Linked DNA regions of Rattus norvegicus: regions 1 and 2 are each linked to region 3. Evidence: chromatin contacts called from public Hi-C data. All regions are on one chromosome and are shown on one strand. Each heading gives the region's core, a stretch centred on a gene start, on an enhancer-like site or on the middle of the called end of the contact. The rest is flanking DNA. Distances are from core to core; before and after follow the strand shown. Region 1 holds the start of Tor2a (torsin family 2, member A). Region 2 holds the start of Ptges2 (prostaglandin E synthase 2). Region 3 holds the start of Dpm2 (dolichyl-phosphate mannosyltransferase subunit 2, regulatory).

Evidence for each region. A called contact is a pair of places that touch in the nucleus more often than the background predicts.
Region 1: a contact with region 3 is called in a Hi-C map of liver, with 3 times the contacts expected there. The contact joins the promoter of Tor2a here to the promoter of Dpm2 in region 3. A contact is called at or near these places in 4 of 12 Hi-C or Micro-C datasets (the Rat2 cell line, frontal cortex, liver and 1 more).
Region 2: a contact with region 3 is called in a Hi-C map of liver, with 4 times the contacts expected there. The contact joins the promoter of Ptges2 here to the promoter of Dpm2 in region 3. A contact is called at or near these places in 8 of 12 Hi-C or Micro-C datasets (the A7r5 cell line, the Rat2 cell line, kidney and 4 more) and 1 of 1 datasets of contacts at active chromatin or transcription factors (oligodendrocytes).

The regions. Positions count from the first base shown.
Region 1 is chr3:36,444,981-36,448,379 of GRCr8, forward strand. It overlaps Tor2a (torsin family 2, member A), which reads left to right and starts at 1,318. Exons shown (of 5, transcript NM_001007744.3): 1 at 1,318-1,493; 2 at 2,463-2,728; 3 at 3,350-3,399. The coding sequence starts at 1,343.
Region 2 is chr3:36,086,810-36,089,961 of GRCr8, forward strand. Ptges2 (prostaglandin E synthase 2) reads left to right here and starts at 1,437. Exons shown (of 7, transcript NM_001107832.1): 1 at 1,437-2,223. The coding sequence starts at 1,948.
Region 3 is chr3:36,251,780-36,254,965 of GRCr8, forward strand. Dpm2 (dolichyl-phosphate mannosyltransferase subunit 2, regulatory) reads left to right here and starts at 1,898. Exons shown (of 4, transcript NM_019252.2): 1 at 1,898-1,918; 2 at 2,224-2,313. The coding sequence starts at 1,916. It overlaps Eeig1 (estrogen-induced osteoclastogenesis regulator 1), which reads left to right. Exons shown (of 11, transcript NM_001399583.1): 11 at 1-598.

The sequences.
Region 1 (3,399 bases), core at 68-2,567, 190 kb after region 3:
CTTGGCCCCCAGGCCTCAGGAGTCTGTTTATTGAATTAGAGACATAGAGGTCCTTTACCTCTGAGCTCTTTGACTGCGTGAGGCTGGGAACATGTGACTAGGGATATTAGATCTTTGACAGTACCTGGAGGTGGGTTTAGTTCAATGGCTCAGTGATTGGGAAACTTGGATAAGAAGCTTAATTTCTTGGGTTCCAAATTCAATAAAACCTGGACAATAAGGGAATCCCTCTCCATGGATTTATATTAGTGTTTTTTAGTGTATATTAGCTGGTAAGAAAGAGCAATACTCATATACTATATATTAATTTAAATTTCTCTTTTTAAGCTCAGGGAAACTTTTATTAGGGTTTAAAAGAACCCCCCCCCAGGGCAGGCAAGCTGTAAGGAAGATGGAGAAACAGAAAAAGCCATGTCTCTTGAGTGAGTTGGCACAGGTGCCAGCCACATAGAGGGCTTTAGAGAGTGAAACCCAAAGTGTTAGAGAGGTGTGCTTAGGGAAAAGAAAGGCACTAAACAGTGGTGCACACCTTTAATCCCAGCACTCAGAGGTAGAACCAGGCAGACTCTGCGTTTGAAGCCAGCCTGCTACAGAGTGGGTTCCTGGACAGACAACTAGGACTACACGGGGTAACCCAGTCTTGAAAAGAGAGATGAAGGAAAAATTACACCTTTCCGAGCTACTTAGACTTGTGAAGCTGCATCACTTTTTTGATTTGCTTACTTATCCCTTTAGGGTGTGTGTGGACTCATGTGTAGAGGTTTGAGGACAATTTGCAGGATTGGTTCTTGGTTTCTGCCAGGCTGTCTCTGGGCATTGATCTAGGGTCTTTAGGCTTGGTAGCAAGTATCTTGCAGGCTCTATTTTCTGAGCCAAAACACTTTATGTGACCACATCTCATATCCCTGGGTATATAGCAGGTCTTGTTACAGGACATGTAGGGCCCCTGCCTGACACTAGCAGAGACATTCTCAAATGTATTATAGCTCAAAAAGTGCTGTTGTGAGAACTCTTTTGTCACATTTTTTAAAAAAGCTTGGAAAAAATCTCTCAGGAAGTGTAAGGTTCCGCACAAGTTTTTGTTATTTATTGTTGTCTCATGCTCTTAACAATCTTTACCCGTGACCATGGCAACGCGGGACTGGGCGGTTTGCTGGCTCCCCCAGGAGGCCTATTTGCGCTACTGCTGCCGGACAACCGGTCGGGTTTTAGAGCCCCGAAGAAAGGTGAGCCGGGAGTTGTAGGCAATGGGCGTGGCTGTCGAGGAGCGGTGCACACCGGGAGCTGTAGTTCACAGGTTCTGGCAGTGGGCCGCCTCTGACTGAAATAGGGCCTCAACCGGATGGCGGTGGCTAGGCACGGCTGCCCGCCCTGGGGCTCGATCCTCGGGCTGCTCGTGCTGGCCTTGGCTGCCGCCGCCGCCTGGGACGTGTCTTTTCTGCGATGCAGTTTAGGGTCCTTCTGCGAATGTGACTTCTGGCCCGACTTGCCTGGTGAGGAGTGGGAGCCGGGACGGAGCTCGCAGGGGTCCGCGGCCCCGCCGGCCCAGGCTGGCGGAAGTGGGGATCCGAGCGCCTCCACTCGGCGAGGGTTTGGAGGTTGCCCGGTGGAGGGAAGCCTTTGACAGCGGGGCGGTGGCTTGTGGTAGGCCTCCCTTGTGCGGGCTTGTCACTCCGGGGAGAAACCTGCGGTGGGCTGAACCTGTAGACAGCTGTCGAGTACTCGGGGCTGGTGCAATCCGGAGAACCGCCTCGAGGGGGCGGTGCCGCGCTGGCCCTTGCTGAGGTAGCTGCTCCTGTCCCTCATTTGTCGGACAAGTATCCCAGAGGTCTTAGACATGCCTTCGAACCTCCGATGCTTTTTGTTTATTGTTTTTCAGACAGAGCCTTTCTACATTGATTTGGCTGTTCTGGACCTCACTGTGTGGACCAAGCTGGTCTCAAACTCACAGAGATCCACTTGGCTCTGCCTCCAGAGTGCTAAGGGATTAAGGGTTTGCACCATCATATCCCGACTGATTTATATGTATAAAATATATGTAATATGTATATAATATATATGTATATTTGCTTACAAGTATGTGTATGTACCATGTGTACCAAGGAAGTTAGAAGGTGTTGACTCCTGGGATAGAGTTACAGATAGTTGAGAGCTAACATGCAGGTGGTAGGAATCAAACTTACTTAGATTCTCTGCCAAAGCAACCAGTGTTTTTTTGTTTGTTTGTTTGTTTGTTTTTTGAGACATGTAGCTCTGCTTGGCCTGGAATTCACTATGTAGACCAGGCTGGCCTGGAACTCACAAGAGCTCTCCCTGCTACTGCCTCCCAGTTGCTGGGATTAAAGGCGTGTTGGAACTCACTATGGATTATTTGCTGCCACTGCCTCCCAGGTGCAGAGATTACAGACTGTGAGTCAATAGCCTGCCATCTGCTTTGATATGCATTCCTTTTGTGGTCCTAGGTCTGGAATGTGACCTGGCTCGACACCTAGCTGGCCAGCATTTGGCCAAGGCCCTGGTGGTGAAGTCATTGAAGGCCTTTGTACAGGACCCAGCCCCCAGCAAGCCATTGGTCCTTTCCCTGCACGGCTGGACAGGCACTGGGAAGTCCTATGTGAGCTCCCTGCTGGCGCAGTATCTCTTCCGGGGTGGCCTTCGCAGCCCTCATGTCCATCACTTCTCTCCTATCATCCACTTCCCACATCCCAGCCACACTGAGCAGTACAAGGTAGGCTGGATGTGTGCTGGGTCCCTTTTCCCTGTCCTAATCCAGAGAGGGCTCCAAAGCACACAGCCAGTTGGAGTGAGCGCTCAGAACCTATTAGGAACAGAGCTTGCTCTCTGTGATACAGGGGTGGTGGCGTCATTGGTGCCTGTGGGTCAGAGACATCAGGAGAGAGATGGGGATTATGGAGGGCAGATATTACTTACAGAGTACCTGTGTCTGTGTTCTCATCCTGTTAAGCTTTTAGCCCCAACTTGGTGCTTGGGAACAACTCCCTGGTGACTGCCAGATTTGATAACTATTGTTCCTGATCTGTCTTAGCTGTCAACACTGTGGGGCAAGTCTAACACCCCCACCCCCACCCGCTGTCAGAAGTCACTAGCTGTCATGAACAGATAATTGGGGCACATATATTTATACCTCTCTTTTCCTGTTGACTGGCTGTGTGATCTTGGACAAATCTGCACCTCTCTGAACTACCTTTTTACCATCTGTCTCAAGGGGTTGGTGCTGTCTAGAAATGTAGATCATGTCTCTTTGGAAACTTTTCTTGGCTTCGGAAGAAGTTCGGGGTTGCGGGGAGTGTCTTGGACTCCTTTGGAATTCCTGTCTCTACCCTCATAGAATGAGCTCAAGAGCTGGGTCCAGGGGAACCTCACTGCCTGTGGCCGGTC
Region 2 (3,152 bases), core at 187-2,686, 170 kb before region 3:
TATCTTTAGAGATGGGGGCGGGGCAAGGTGCTCACTGTCCTTACAGCTCTAGAGGGTGCACAAATGGAGACACAATGGCCAGTTCCTCACAGTTGGCACCTTCCAGGATGCGGGCATTTCAGAAGACAGACAGGGGCAGACAGTCTGGTTTGTAACCTGGGGGGCCTTTGGCAAAAGCGCTAATCCCAGTCTTTTTTTTTTTTAAATGATGTATTTATTATGTATGCCTGCAGGTCAGAAGAGGTAATCAGATCTCATTATAGATAATTATGAGCCAACCTCTGGTTGCTAGGAATTAAACTCAGGACCTCTGGAAGAGCAGACCGTGCTCTTAACCTCTGAGCCTTCTCTCCAGCTAATTCCATTCTTACAAGCTGATCTAATTACCCCCTAAACGACTCAATTATTCTGACCACTCAGCTCTTAAGTTCCAGTTTATAGATTTTGAAGGATCACAGACATCCCAACCACACTGGGGATGGGTTTTATCTGGCCACGAGGGAAGAGGCTGTCCTTAGTTGCCGAGTCCTTGGATGAAGCACACTAGGACCAGAAGTCTGGGAGAGACCAGACAATGGACAGAGAGAGAGGGTAGGTGAGGAGAGGACTGGAAAATCAGTTACTGATCTGATCTGCCTGAGAAGTGAACAGGCAGTGGGCCTCTCAGCCCAGGCTGCAGCGCCACCTTTCTGAAATTGTGGTCAGTTTGGGGCTTCTACGGTCTCATTTTCCCCACTAGTAGAACAAGATTGGTAGGTACAGTTCTCTAGTGCAGGTTCCAGGCATTTGTTCCAGGACACCGTCCTGGCTAGTTGCCGGACTGTTCCGGAACAACTCCTGCCTCCCTCACTTAGAGGCGGTGTTTGAGCCGGAATCCTCCGTGACTTTTAAGCCCATGATTCTCTTCCCAGCTGGGTTTTCACAGAAAAGCATGTTGGGACCGCCTCGCCTTTTTCCCTCGTCTAGGCTGCATGCGCAGGTTCCAGTTGCGGCTGGATAGTGTGGGATATGGCGCTGCCAGGCCCAGGAGAAGGTGAAGGCTGTGGATCGTACCCAGATCGGATCCCAGAACCTCCACAGCTAGTCTCCCACATCTCTATACCGGCTCACCAACAAACCCCACCTCTCTCCCTCTCGATTCCACGCCCACCCTAAAGTCCCGCCCTCTTTCCGATTCGGGGCGGGGTCATGCCAGGGCTGTCCACGAAGAAGCCTAGGCGGTGGAGGTCGGGCGCTCGTTTAAAGACCAGTGAGCTCGGGGTTGGGGATTTAGCTCAGTGGTAGAGCGCTTGCCTAAGAAGCGCAAGGCCCTGGGTTCGGTCCCCAGCTCCGAAAAAAAGAACCAAAAAAAAAAAAAAAAAAAAAAAAAAAAGACCAGTGAGCTCGCCTCGCAAAGGCCTGGGGTGTCCTGGTAGCTTCGCTCATTCCCATTCCCGCCTTTGAGGCCTTTGGGTTGGCGATCCGGCCCCCTTAGCTTGAACCATTTCCGAAGCACGTGGTTTTCAAGGCCCCCGCTGGGTTTGAGAAAAGTTTATGGTTCGCGTCACAACAGCAGCGTACAGCATTGCGGGAGGGCAGAAGGCGTCTAAGACGCTGCGGCCGCCTATTGGAGACAGCGTTGGACTTTTTCTGGGTAGTGCATGGGTCGGAAGACTGGCGTTTTCCCTGACATCGTAGATTCACGATGTGGAAACGCCCGACCACGAGTCACAGGTTACCGTTGCACCCCTAGAAGGCAGCGACATCAAGCCACTTCCAAAGCCCCTGGGGTGTAGTTCTGCCTCTCAGGCAGACAAGCGCTCCCGTTCCCTTCACGGCCTCTAGTCCTACTTGGCGTCATCGTTACCCTAGGCAACACACAGACACAGAGTGCTGTCCCTTTAAGGAATCCTAGCACCTTGGCCATTTTAGTTTTGCGCGCCCGCCCGCAGCACCGGCAAAGCGAACATGGCCCAGGCAGCGCGCGTTGCGTGGGTGCTTGGCTCTAGCCGGTGCGCCCTGTCAGAGGGGCTGCTCACACGACCCTGGACACAACTCTCGGCACAGAGCCGGGCGGGCTTCACCAGGGCGGCAGCGGGAAACCGGGGCGCCTCGATCCGCAAGGGGAGCCCGCGGTTGCTGGGGGTGGCGGCGCTGGCCCTGGGCGGCGCTCTGGGGCTGTACCACACTGTGCGGTGGCACCTGCGCTCCCAGGACCTCCACGCCGAGCGCTCGGCTGTGCAGGTAAGACTTAGCTGGATCGGACTGCTGATGGGGAGCCGGGATTAGCCCTGAACTCCTGAGAAGCCGCAGGGTCAGGAGCGGCCTCTTTCGCGGGCTTGTGACCTTGGGCGAGTGTCTTGGCCAAGGAGTACGAGGAGGGTGGTGCTGTTGCCCATGACCTAGAGCTGTATATATTGTATGCCACGGTCTCTTGTGATTTAGGGGTGTGTGTGTGTGGCACCGGGAGTAATCTTTATGGAAAGAGTGAACCTGACTTCAGACTCAACTGGAGGCGTGCTCCAGCCTACCGTGGCTTTGCAGCCCTGTAGACATTTCATGAGTTGCAGAGTCTAAGCCCCTCTCCACCCTGCCTCCCATGCTCAGGAACTGGAACTGGAGAGGGGGTCCCTGTGGTTCCCTGCTCTCTTCCCTGCCCATCCTATTTCCATTTGAAGACTGAGGGGAGGGGGCTGCGACTGTAGCAAACTCACCTGAAGGCTTCCCTGCCGAGAAACTAGGGGCAGCCTCCTCCACGTTTGGAGATCTGAGGTAGATCTCACTTGTGGCCAATGCTGCCTGGCTAGTTGGTGGGCCCTGCGGGTTACCCAGAGAAGTCAGGGGCGGGGTTGGGAGATGGGAGTGGAGGAGACCTTAAGGACTATTGAAGCTGGAGGACACATCCTGGGACTGTCTTGTGTCCCTTTTGGGACCGGAAGAAGATGAACTAACACTCCCACACACACACACACACACACACACACACACACACACACACACACTCTCGCACGTTGGTGGTGGCTGATCCTCCTGGCCCTGTGGTATATCTGCTGGGCACTTGGAGCTAGGCTAGGCTGTCTGTCACTCCCTTGCCCACCCTCTATTCTCTCCACCTTTCCTCATTCTATTTTCCTGGTCACCTTAGAAGACTCCCTGAAGAAAGGTTTGCTGTG
Region 3 (3,186 bases), core at 648-3,147:
AACCCAACCAGGGTCTGGCCTGGATGGTCATTCCAGAAGTAGACAAGGGCTGCCACATCCTCTGGTTCCAAGCACTGGGCTAGGATAACTGGGCTGAAAACACGGCCTCAACCAAATGAACACTGGTGGGAGCCAGAGGCTAAGAGTTTTTCCTTGTGTGCTCAGTGATCACCACAGGTGCCCAGAGCACCTGGACTTCAAAATCTATATACAAAGACAGGATATATTAGAGATATTTTTGGAAAGGAATTGGTCTATGCAATGCCAGTTTGGGACCTGAAAGACAGTTTAATGTTTCTATTAGAGAGATATAAAGATCTGCAATATTTTTAGGGTTCTTTTCTGGTTACCCTACTACTGACCACACTGCATGGTCTGACAGGATGAGCAGGCCTGTCTTCCTCTGTGGGGAGGTGACCAGGGAGGAGCGTTCACTTTTGTTTTATTCCTTTCTTACCAGGTTACCACTGTTCCCCATTCCACGGGCTGTTTGTATCTCTGTCTCAGCTTATAATAGAAAATTATGTCATGTGGAAAAATCAGCCTAGTGTCAATGTTTGGTTTGGGCGGGAATTAAATGTCGATGTTTTTGTTACTGCTTTTTGTTGGTGTTTCTTTTCATCTCATCACCATGTTGACTTGGGGACTGCTAACAACAGAAGCTGGCCATGTATGTGTAAGAATGCATGCTTGGGGGGCTGGGGATTTAGCTCAGTGGTAGAGCGCTTGCCTAGGAAGCGCAAGGCCCTGGGTTTGGTCCCCAGCTCCGAAAAAAAGAACCAAAAAAAAAAAAAAAAAAAAAAAGAATGCATGCTTGGGAAAGGGAGGTTAGTGTTCTCCAATCTGGCCCCAGTCATAATCCACCTCATACATACATATGTGCACATTGCATATATGTCTACATATGTTTATATGAATATGGGCACTTGACAAAGGTCAGAACATGTTGATCATGCACATCTTTTTGTTTGAGATAGTGTCTCACTCTGGTTCGGGGAAAGAATAAAATGTTTTTATTTTGGTATTTACAAGAAGACCTGCTACTCACGCCTCCGAAGTGTTGGGACTACAGACATGCACCACCATGTCCAGCATGAATTAGGGGATCTTAAAGCTGGTTGTTTCAGTCAAAGCTCCTGTTCTGGGATAGAACCCCACTATGCTAGGGATTTAGCCAGCCACTCTGGGCTTGTGGTGCTAATCACTGAAGAAACTGGTTATAAAATACCTGGGGCTGTTGGGGCACAGAGGGAGTTGCTGCCTCTGGTTGAGGACCTGGATGGTGTAGCATTTGGAGGCTGGATTGACAGCAGGTAACCCTATATGCCATGTGAGTAGTGTCCCAGGTAGGAAACAAGAAAAATATGAAAGATAATTTGGCCCAACACTCCTTGGATCTAAGAGGACCATTCAGAAACCTCTGGCAATGAGCAATGAAGGGAGGCCTAGAAAGTTCGCTAGGAAGCCTGCCAGTGGAAATTCTCATATCCCAGGCCAGTGGTGGGCATTCTACACAGCCTCTTTCATCAACAGTTCCAAGCTCAGAAGTAGAGCCTTTGAATCCCGATGCCTGCTTCACTGACTCAGATTATGATCTGTCCCCTCTCTGGGACTTCCGACTCTGGGGTGCATCTCACTCTGGCTTGGGACTGTATGATAATGTTTAAATGTTTTGTTTGGGAAGAGTCTGACAGGGACAAGGCCATAAAACCCCAGGAAGTCTGAGTTCCCCAGCCCCACGGTTCCCTTCAGAACTACATTTCCCGACATGCAGTGGAGGGCGGGGAAACGTGCCCACAGGTCCGTTCAGTCTAGTCCCGGACTACAACTCTCGGAGTGTCACGTGGTTTACAAGCCGGAAAGGCCTGAACCAAGAACCGGATGTGTTCTGTTGCTCCGGCGAAAGGCTGGAGAAATGGTGAGCCTGGGGTGCAGTACCTGTGTGATTTGAGGGTACAGGGGTCGGGGCCCTGAGTAAGCGTTTCCTTGGGAGACGGGGTTGGGCTCTCCAAACACGAATCGCTCTCCCACCGCTCGCGGACAGGTGACAGAGGAGGCCTGGCGCGGCTTTCTAAACCGGAGAGCCACTTTTAGTCAGCACCCGCCCCCTCGCCCCCGTGATGTTGAATGAATAAGAGGCTTGGAGTGTAAACCGGCTGCTCCGTCCCTCGGTTAGTGCATTTACACGAGCCATCTCGCCAGATGAACCTTATCTTTCTCCAGGCCACCGGGACAGACCAAGCGGTGGGATTTGGCCTTGTCGCCGTTAGCTTGATCATCTTCACCTACTACACCACTTGGGTGATTCTTTTGGTATGTGCGCCCCACCCCCATCCCGCTCACCTTCACTCTGCCCTGGATCTCCAAACCCAATTTCCTACAACGATTCGAGTAGCGTCCGTGCGCCAGGCACGGTGCTGAATGATTAGCTTGCTCCAATTTCACAGAATCTACACTCTGATGACTGCTGATGGTGTCTGCATTTTATAGATGAGGAGGCTAAGACTCAGGGGGAAGGATATTTCTCAGCCTCTGAACTGCACAGTAAGGCTTTATTTTGAGTCTGTCCTCCTGGTTAGCCAACAAATTCCTGGGTGAAGCAATCACCAATCAATTTTATTAACACTTCTTCCCACCCCCCCTTTAATGTGGGAAATTTTGTTAGTGGTTGCTTAAAAGTACATTGTGCTTAGAAGGGGGAATCTTGCCATACTTGGTATCCTTCAGAAAGAAAAGTTAGGTGGTCTGAAGAGATAGGTCAGTGGTTAAGAGGACTGGCTGCAGGGGTTGGGGATTTAGCTCAGTGGTAGAGCGCTTGCCTAGCAAGCGCAAGGCCCTGGGGTTCGGTCCTCAGCTCTGAAAAAAAAAAAAGAAAGAGGACTGGCTGCTCTTCCAGAAGACAGAGGTTCAAGTCCCAGCACCCACATGGCCAGCTACAACCATCTCTAACTCTAGCTGCAGGATACCCAGCAAAAATGCTTGGCACATCACTGGTGCTTAAATGTTAAGAGTTGGATTGGAGATCCAGGGCTTGGTACACCTGCATTCACATGAATATATGCATAATCAAAAAATAAAAGACTTAGAGTTCCTGGGTTCAGAAAGCAGAGGAAGGTGGGGCTCAGTGAGGTCAACCAGGGCTCTGTGTGAGAAACCCTGCCTCAGAAAACAAAAGAATGCTTTCCG